Regions from separate parts of the Rattus norvegicus genome. Here region 1 is linked to region 2. Evidence: chromatin contacts called from public Hi-C data. All regions are on one chromosome and are shown on one strand. Each heading gives the region's core, a stretch centred on a gene start, on an enhancer-like site or on the middle of the called end of the contact. The rest is flanking DNA. Distances are from core to core; before and after follow the strand shown. Region 1 holds the start of Vps16 (VPS16 core subunit of CORVET and HOPS complexes). Region 2 holds the start of Snrpb (small nuclear ribonucleoprotein polypeptides B and B1).

Region 1 (4,100 bases), core at 1,427-3,926, 240 kb before region 2:
CTAAACTAAATACCTAGTCTTAAAACATTTTCCCACTGGAGAATAAACTAGAAAATGTCCTTACATTTTCCCGATTTAAAAAAAATCTGGAACTGGACATGGTGGCACACACCCTTGATCCCAACACTCTGGAGGCAGAGGCAGGCAGACCTCTCTGAGTTCCAGCCCAGCCTGGTCTTCTAGTCCAGAACTGCCAGTGCTGGTTACACTGAGAAACCCTGTCTCCAACACCTAGGAGAGGTGACTCAGCTTTATAGCAAACGCTGCTTGCTGCCTGCTGCCCTGAGTTCAATAATGGTGGAGAGGAAAACACCAACTCCTACAAGTTGTCCACTGACTTCCACATGTGCAGGAGGGGCGCACACACACAAATGTAAGATCCAAACTTCTATGTTTTGGCCCACAGAGTCTACCACATACATCTTTTGGGTGGGTTGTGGGGAGCTTTTCAAAAAGGGGTTTCTCTCTGTAGCCCTAGTTGTCTTGGAATTCACTCTGTAGACCAGGGTAACCTCAAACTCAGAGATCCACCTGCCTCTGCTAGGATTAAAAAGGCATGTCCCACCACCACTTGCAGAACCTGGACTGCCCCTCAGTTCCTCATTAATAAGTTGGTATGAATCATGACTCTAGTTCTGTACGGTGGTGGTACTTAGGAAACTGTACACACACACATACATACACATACATACATACACACATACATGCATACATATGTACTTAGCATAATATCTAGTATATAAGAAAGTTAGCAACTTAGGACATATTTATCAGTCCCAGTAATGTTTAACTCTTCTACTTGCTTCTATGAGTTCAACACTTCTATGACTCACATCTTTTGAAACATTATTTATGTATCTGTGAAACTAAAACTTCTTAGAATAAATAGGACGAGCTCTGTTGTAATGAGGTCATCTTTTTCCATGCTCTGATTTTAAAAGTCTGGGAAGGCAACAGGTATTTTTAAAAGTAATAGCTAACATTTTATATTTTTTTAGCTTTTAAATACATATTTTGGGACAGAGTCTCATCTTGCTGAGGCTGGCTTCAGTACACACACACACACACACACACACACACACACACACACACACACGCACATGCATGCACACACCTGGACTGAATTGGCAATCCTAGTCTTCCTGCCTCCACATCCCAAGTGCTGGGACTGTGGGTGTGACAGCACACTCTGCTCATTAGTAGTTTCAGTTGCTTCATACTGTACATATGTCTAAGAGGAATCATGAATAAACAAATGTAACAGATCTCTAAAAATTACCACGAGGCATCCTCTGTCTAGGAAACGCACCACACTGTAAATAACGAAGCTCCATTTAACAGTCTGGCTATGAGAAAGGTACATAGCTTTAGTAGCAGAAGCAATGTCTTCTACTGAAATAAAACACCATCTTCAGGTGCGTCAATAAAACATTCTATATAATTTTGTTGGGCAGCTATTAGGTTTTGTTTGTTTCTGTTGTTGTTTTGAGACAGGGTCTTACTATGTAGCCCTGTCTGGCCTGAACTATAGGCCAGGGTGGCCTGGACCTTGCAGCGATCCACCTGCCTCTGCCTCCAGAGTGCTGGGATTAGGAGGCACGGACCACCACAGGCTGAACAACTATTAGGTAACAGGCCCTGGCCTAAATATGCATGGGAAATTGAAGTATTCTTAGCCCTCAAGGAACTTGGCAGGAGAAACACATACAAACATTGCCCTCCTGTGCCACATATTAAAAGACTCTACAACTGGCCCCTGTGAGGCACAAAAGATTTTATTGCAGGCAAACCAAGGAGGTACCGAAAGATGAGCAACATTCTTTAGGGTGATAAAGAGGAAAACTGCGATGCCCATAGAAGGGACTATAGGACTGTGCAAACACAAGGCATGCATGGTCTGATGAGGTCCTGCAATTCTGTGAAGCTGGAACTCTCACTAATTGAGGATGGTTGAGGTTAGTTAAATTGGAAACCGCTCAGAGAGAGACAAATAGAGGCTGACTGATGAGAGTTCCACAAGCAGTTTGTACTTTATATCTTAAAAAGAAATAAAGCCAACGAGACAGTAACCATTGTAATCACGTTACTACTTTAGCCTTGAGAAAGTACCGCTAAGGGTACTCCAACTCCAGTGAGTTGCCACTGCCTAGGGTTTCTCATTAGTTGTGACCCAAGACTGAATCGTTGTTCACCCTCTTCTCTCAGCTTTGGTCAGTACTGTCACCCCGCCCGCTGTGGCGATCCCGCCCTCCTGTGAGAGCCCCTACGGTCTGACTTCAGCAGCAGTTTCCGGAAAGAGACTGGCACTCGCTGTCGCCGCGGGCGGCCTTCCTCAACGTGATCTGAGCATCCTTCCGGAGGCCAGCAGACCTCGGTTTGGGGGTGGCTTCTGAGCTTGCCTCAGTTGGCGCAAAGGAAGGACCAAATTGCTGCCCCTAAAGTGCGTAAAGTGGCAGACGTTCGGGCGAGCCGCCATAGGGGCGGACGCCAGCACCCGTGGTGACCGGGACGAGCACCGCTGGCTCTGCCGGCTCAAGGCAGCATCAGACAAACACGGTAAGGTGGGCAGTGGGTCAGAAGGTGGGGCGACGGGAGGCTCACCGGTAAAAGGCAGAGTCCCCGAGTGGATTCCAGTTCGCAGTGTAACAGTCCATGTCTAGTACAGCTGTCGGCTAGAGACGCCGAGGAAAAACCCGCCTAACCCAAACTCAGGCCGCACTTCCGCTTCCGCCCGCCGGGGTCACGTGATGAGGCCGCCATAGCGGCCATCAGCACTGTGGGCAAACTATGCTGAACGTTCGTCCTGCCCTCGGCCAGTACCAGGGCTTCGCGCCCGCCCGAGTGGGCCTAGCCTTAATTTCTGTTCTTCCCAGCGGCCAACCTCACTGCCCTTCTGATTCCTCCGGCGTTGGGGGTCGCATAGGGCGGGACATGGGTGACCGGAAGTGGGAGCCATGAGCATCTCCTGAAGCTCAGACGCTGGAAGCATTGGCTGGACTACCGCAACGCACGAATGGGGAGCGCTGGGCCTCGAGCTGCGTACCGACAGCTAACCTGGGCACCCGAGCTCTGTGGGGCGGGATTTTTGCAGAACCCACCGCTCTCCAGGGGCATGGGAACATGACTCTAGATAAGGAACCCGCTGCGGACAAGGCGCACCGCGCCCGGGCCTGCCGTACTGGCCGGTGAATCCCCGGAGCCCTGAGACCTGGTAACTGGCGCGAGCAGACGTGTGCGCACGCACGAGGCCGCCGTTGACACGTGTCAGGGAGCAAGGGAGTCTCTGCGTGCGCGCGAAGCGCCATAGTATAGGACTACCGCCCAAGTGACCCTCCGCCTTTCCTCGAGTGTGATAAAGGCTGGTGCCTTCTTGGGATTCGCCTTGCCGCCCTACTCTCCTCCCTATTACTCAGAGCAGCCAGGGAGGGACCACCGCGCATGGGTCATCTTGGAACAGACCGACCTACCTTGATTTCCTGCCCTCTATCAGCTTATTGGCCTCTCCCTGCAGCTGGTGTCAGTGGCAGCATGGTCTTCTGTTTGGAAAACAAGATGCCGCACCGCCTGCTGGGAAGCGCCATGGTCCACTTCCATGCCTCGGAAGTCCAGCAGCTGCTACACAACAAGTTCGTGGTCATTTTGGGGGACTCCAGTGAGTGACCACTCTAGGATGACATTTCACAGCCCTGTATCTACAGCCTTTTCTTTGTCTGCTCGCCGCATCTCCATTTCAGACTTCTCCATCTCTTACTCTTGTTTTAGAACACTAGACTGTATTTTTTTCTTTTTTAAATTCCCTACATACCTTCCACGGGTGCCCTGGCATATCATTTGTGCACTATTTCAGCCCATTCGTGTGGCATCTTTATCTGTTGTTGCCCTCCATGATTTTCTTAAAAGGATCTGTGGGCTATGTTGTGTGTTTCCCTAGTGACTTGACCAACATAATTTTGCCAGTTGGTCTTCGGTCACAGTGCATAAGCTAGAGGAGAGCGAAATAGCTGGGAAGAGCAGAGCCAGGGCTTTAAAATCTCATCTCGGGTTGGGGATTTAGCTCAGTGGTAGAGCACTTGCCTATCAAGTGCAAGGCCCTGGGTTCG
Region 2 (3,860 bases), core at 71-2,570:
CCCCAAGGGAGGATTCCAATCTCAGATGGGAAACTATATAGTCATTGGAGGTGGATGGAGAGAGGTAACTGGGTAGGGAATGGGTGTGTATGTGGTGCAGGTGTGGGGTGTGTGTGTGTGTGTGTGTGTGTGTGTGTGTGTGTGTGTTGATCTGGTGTTGGGAGTGAGAGTGGAAATACACCAGGGTAGGTGGGGGTGGGGGTGTCTGGGGTTTTCTCTGGTGGCTAGTTGGAGGCCTGGGGCAGGGGGAGGATAACAGAGATTCCTACCAGAGGGGGATATAGAGACTGTAGTAGGCACCTCCTGTAACTAGGCAGGACTCCAGGGGCAGGAAGGGGACATCAATCCACCCACAAAAACTTCGACCCAAAATTTGTCTTGCCTAAATCCCGGTTTTTAAAAATAGTCCTAGAGTACTTAATTAGTGATGTTGGCAGTTCAAGGGTATCAAATAACACTTGCTTTAAGTGAAAAGAATGTGCATATCATAAGTACTCACATGTAGAAAAAATAGCATATATAGGATTTGATACTGTGCTTGGGGAATTGCCCAGAGTCTTGGAAGGTATGCCCCTTCAATAATGAGAGACTATGGTTTAGCATGTCAGATAGTAATCAATATTAAAGAGAAAAAACCCAAAAAGTAAGCATGAGGAGCCTGAGAAAGTTGCAATTTTTTTTCTAGAAAGGGTGGTTAGGGAAGTCCTCACCAGGACTGTTATTTTTGTGTAGATCCTGGAGTTAAAGGCGTGAGGATTTGCATATACCTGAGAGTCTAGTATTTCTAATGAGACAAAACCAAATACAAAGAGGAAATAGTCCAAGCTGCAAGAGAAAAGTTAGAGCAGTGGCTGCCTAGAGTGAGTTCACAAGAGTGCTGGCTGGGTGAGAACTGGGGTGGGAGCGGGGTTCCGGGACACCGGCGTGTAAAACAAGCTACTGGAGCAGACTTAAGCTGGGAAGGTGTTTGTCCTATTGAGGATCCAAGGCTTTCAGTTAGATGTTTGCCACCAAGCTTAAAGGTGTACGCCAGCATCCGGTACTAAGGACGCTGTGGGTAGGAGGATCCGAAGCTCAAAACACAGTGAGACCCTGTCTAAAGCAAAACAAAACGAGGAGGGAAAGCCCAATAAAATAAAAACAAGGGGGGGACTCCACAAAACAACAACAACAACAACAAAAAACAAAACAAAAACAAAACACTAAACGATCAGCTGATACTAATGCCCCGCCCCTTAATTGGCTTCCAGAGACCGGAACTCCAGGGCTGAGGCCGGACCGGAAGTAGCTTCACAAGCGGCGGCATTTTGCAGGCTGCATTTCCGTTAGCGGCGGCGGGAATCTAGGTGCTGGCTGCCGACTAGGCCTCTGTGGAAGCGAATCCGGCGGGAATCTGAGCCATCCGAGCCGCCACCATGGTGAGAAGTCGCGGGCTGGCCGCAGGGCGCTCGGGGGTGCAGAGTGGGGCGGTAGCGGACCGCGTCCGTGTGTTGGAGCCGAGCCGCCTGTGGCGGAGAAGGTCGGGGTGGAAGCCGCTTGATCCCAGCGCCAAAGGCCTGGACTTAACGTGAGGCTGCGCCTGGGTAGAGGGGAAGGCCAGCCGGGAGACAGGCCGATGTGCGACCGTCAGACGTCGTCTCCCGGAGCCACAGTGGTTTCGGTTCCGCAGCCTCGGTAGCCTTAAACTGCGTCAATGTGTGCCCGGGTTTTTGGAACAGGCGCGAGCCTCGGGCCGACCCGGGAGCGCCGGGCGAGACGGAGGAGTTGTGGAGGTCAAGGCCGGAAACCTGAGTCTAGCAGCGGAGGGAGTGGGAGGGTAGGGGAGAGTGTTTGCACGCAGAGCGCGACCTTGCTACTCGTGTTCTCTTGTTGGGGTATGTCAGGCGCTTGGACTGCACCCTGAAATAAGTTCTCTGGCTTCTCTTGGGCCAAGTTTCTGACCCAGGCAGTCCTAATATAACTCACTATGGTAGCTCAGCATAGGCAAAAGTAACGGCAGGAGGAGGAGGGGCGAGAACGCTTTCTCCAGTAGGTGGGCCGGGGTCCAGAGCTGACTCCCAAGTGATTGTTTAGGGGCGCCCTGGCTCCCCCTAGGAGGGAGGGTTAGCAATCTCGAGAACTGCGAGAGCAAAGCTGTAGACGGCAAGAAGTTTCCAGGAGTCTGGTTGTTGGAGGCCCAACCCTGCTTTATCCCCGATAGTAAAATACCGCTTCAAGATTTTTCACAGGTTTAATGAACTTAAATTAGGTTTAGAAAGGTCAGCCATGGGGCTGGGGATTTAGCTCAGTGGTAGAGCACTTACCTAGGAAGCGCAAGGCCCTGGGTTCGGTCCCCAGCTCCGAAAAAAAAAGAACCCCCCCCCCCAAAAAAAAAAGAAAGGTCAGCCAGGGAAAGTGGCCGGTGCTTAAAATCTCTGTTATTTGTGATTTCTGTACTTGGAAGGCAGAGGATCCTGATTTTGAGATCAGCTTTGACTACAGAGCAAATGTAATAAATACCTTAGTATCTCTAAAACATTACTCTAGTCGTGTAGCTGAAGAAACCCGCGGTGGTGAAACACGATATTGCTTTTTGTTTTTTGGAGACTTGACTGAGGCAAGCCCTTGCTTAATCGTCAGCCCGGGTAGCCAATTTTACCAGTAAAAATGAATGACATTGGGTCCAGTTTTGAGGATCAAATGAAATGCACAATCCCTTTCAAGGGCTTGGATATACAGGGAGTATCCAATGAAGTATTAGCTGTTACTAGGCAGATGGACCGATGTATGCTGATCTCTGTGAACAGGTGATTAAGCAGAAAACACATAATCTGGGTCTTAAGTTTAGGACAGGGTAGTACTCACAGGGGTGAACAGCAATTGTAGTTCCTGAGGTACTTGGGTAGTTCCGGGTAACATAATACCAGTTAGACTGGAGGGAAGCTGTTATGTTTCTAAGAGAGACAGGTACCTCCGTTGACCTTGGGATGTGTATAGGCTCCCCATTTTTTCAAAGCTACATTGGAAGCCAGGATAGAAACTGTTGTTGCCTTAAATTAAAAATTAAGGTTAACAAGTTATATATCAGAGCATTAAGTATCCAAACTAACACTAGCCTAGAAAAGTTACCCTTACTACACAAAGCCCTGGAGGCACGCTAACCAATTCTGGATTTGAGGACTCCATTCTCGATTCAGAGCTGATTCACTTTCTGGTAATAAGCTTTTGCTTAAGTGGACTTAAGGTGCCAGTCATAAAGTCTAGTTCTTAGTTGTTTTGATGGATTTAGACGTTCTTAGAGCTGAGTCTGCACAGTGGCGGATGGATTTGATTAGTCTGTGGACACTTTACAATCTCCTGAGACAGACACAATATAGGCAAAGTCACTGTAGTCTGAGGAAGATCACCTTTTCAAGGGAAGGGAGAATAGCAGGTCTGAATAGCTAGGCTGAAGCTGGATGATAGGAAGACTGGAAGACAGCTGAAAAAAGTTGAGAAATTAGTCTGTGGTAGACGACTTGGGGGAGGGCTAGAAGTGTGTGAGTGCAGAAGAGCTGGGCCTCACTGATGCCTGCTCCTTTCAGACGGTGGGCAAGAGCAGCAAGATGCTGCAGCACATCGACTACAGGATGAGGTGCATCCTGCAAGATGGCCGGATCTTCATCGGGACCTTCAAAGCTTTTGACAAGCATATGAACTTGATCCTCTGTGACTGTGATGAGTTCAGGAAGATCAAGTAAGGAGAGGGCTGTTGGGCGGGAGAAGGGATTGAGGAGGAAAGGGATGGGATGGGTGGCCCAGGTTTGGGATGGTGACACAGCTAGTGCTCTTACGTGCTTACCTGCTTTTGATGAGTAACTTAAATGGGACCGTTGGCTGCT

What was found. A called contact is a pair of places that touch in the nucleus more often than the background predicts.
Region 1: a contact with region 2 is called in a Hi-C map of mammary epithelial cells, with 2.2 times the contacts expected there. The contact joins the promoter of Vps16 here to the promoter of Snrpb in region 2. A contact is called at or near these places in 2 of 12 Hi-C or Micro-C datasets (frontal cortex and mammary epithelial cells) and 1 of 1 datasets of contacts at active chromatin or transcription factors (oligodendrocytes).

Annotation. Positions count from the first base shown.
Region 1 is chr3:138,074,286-138,078,385 of GRCr8, reverse strand. It overlaps Vps16 (VPS16 core subunit of CORVET and HOPS complexes), which reads right to left and starts at 2,676. Exons shown (of 24, transcript NM_001005541.1): 1 at 2,602-2,676. The coding sequence starts at 2,654. It overlaps Pced1a (PC-esterase domain containing 1A), which reads left to right and starts at 2,279. Exons shown (of 8, transcript NM_001399284.1): 1 at 2,279-2,556; 2 at 3,512-3,652. The coding sequence starts at 3,529.
Region 2 is chr3:137,829,939-137,833,798 of GRCr8, reverse strand. It overlaps Snrpb (small nuclear ribonucleoprotein polypeptides B and B1), which reads left to right and starts at 1,320. Exons shown (of 7, transcript NM_134358.1): 1 at 1,320-1,418; 2 at 3,564-3,715. The coding sequence starts at 1,416.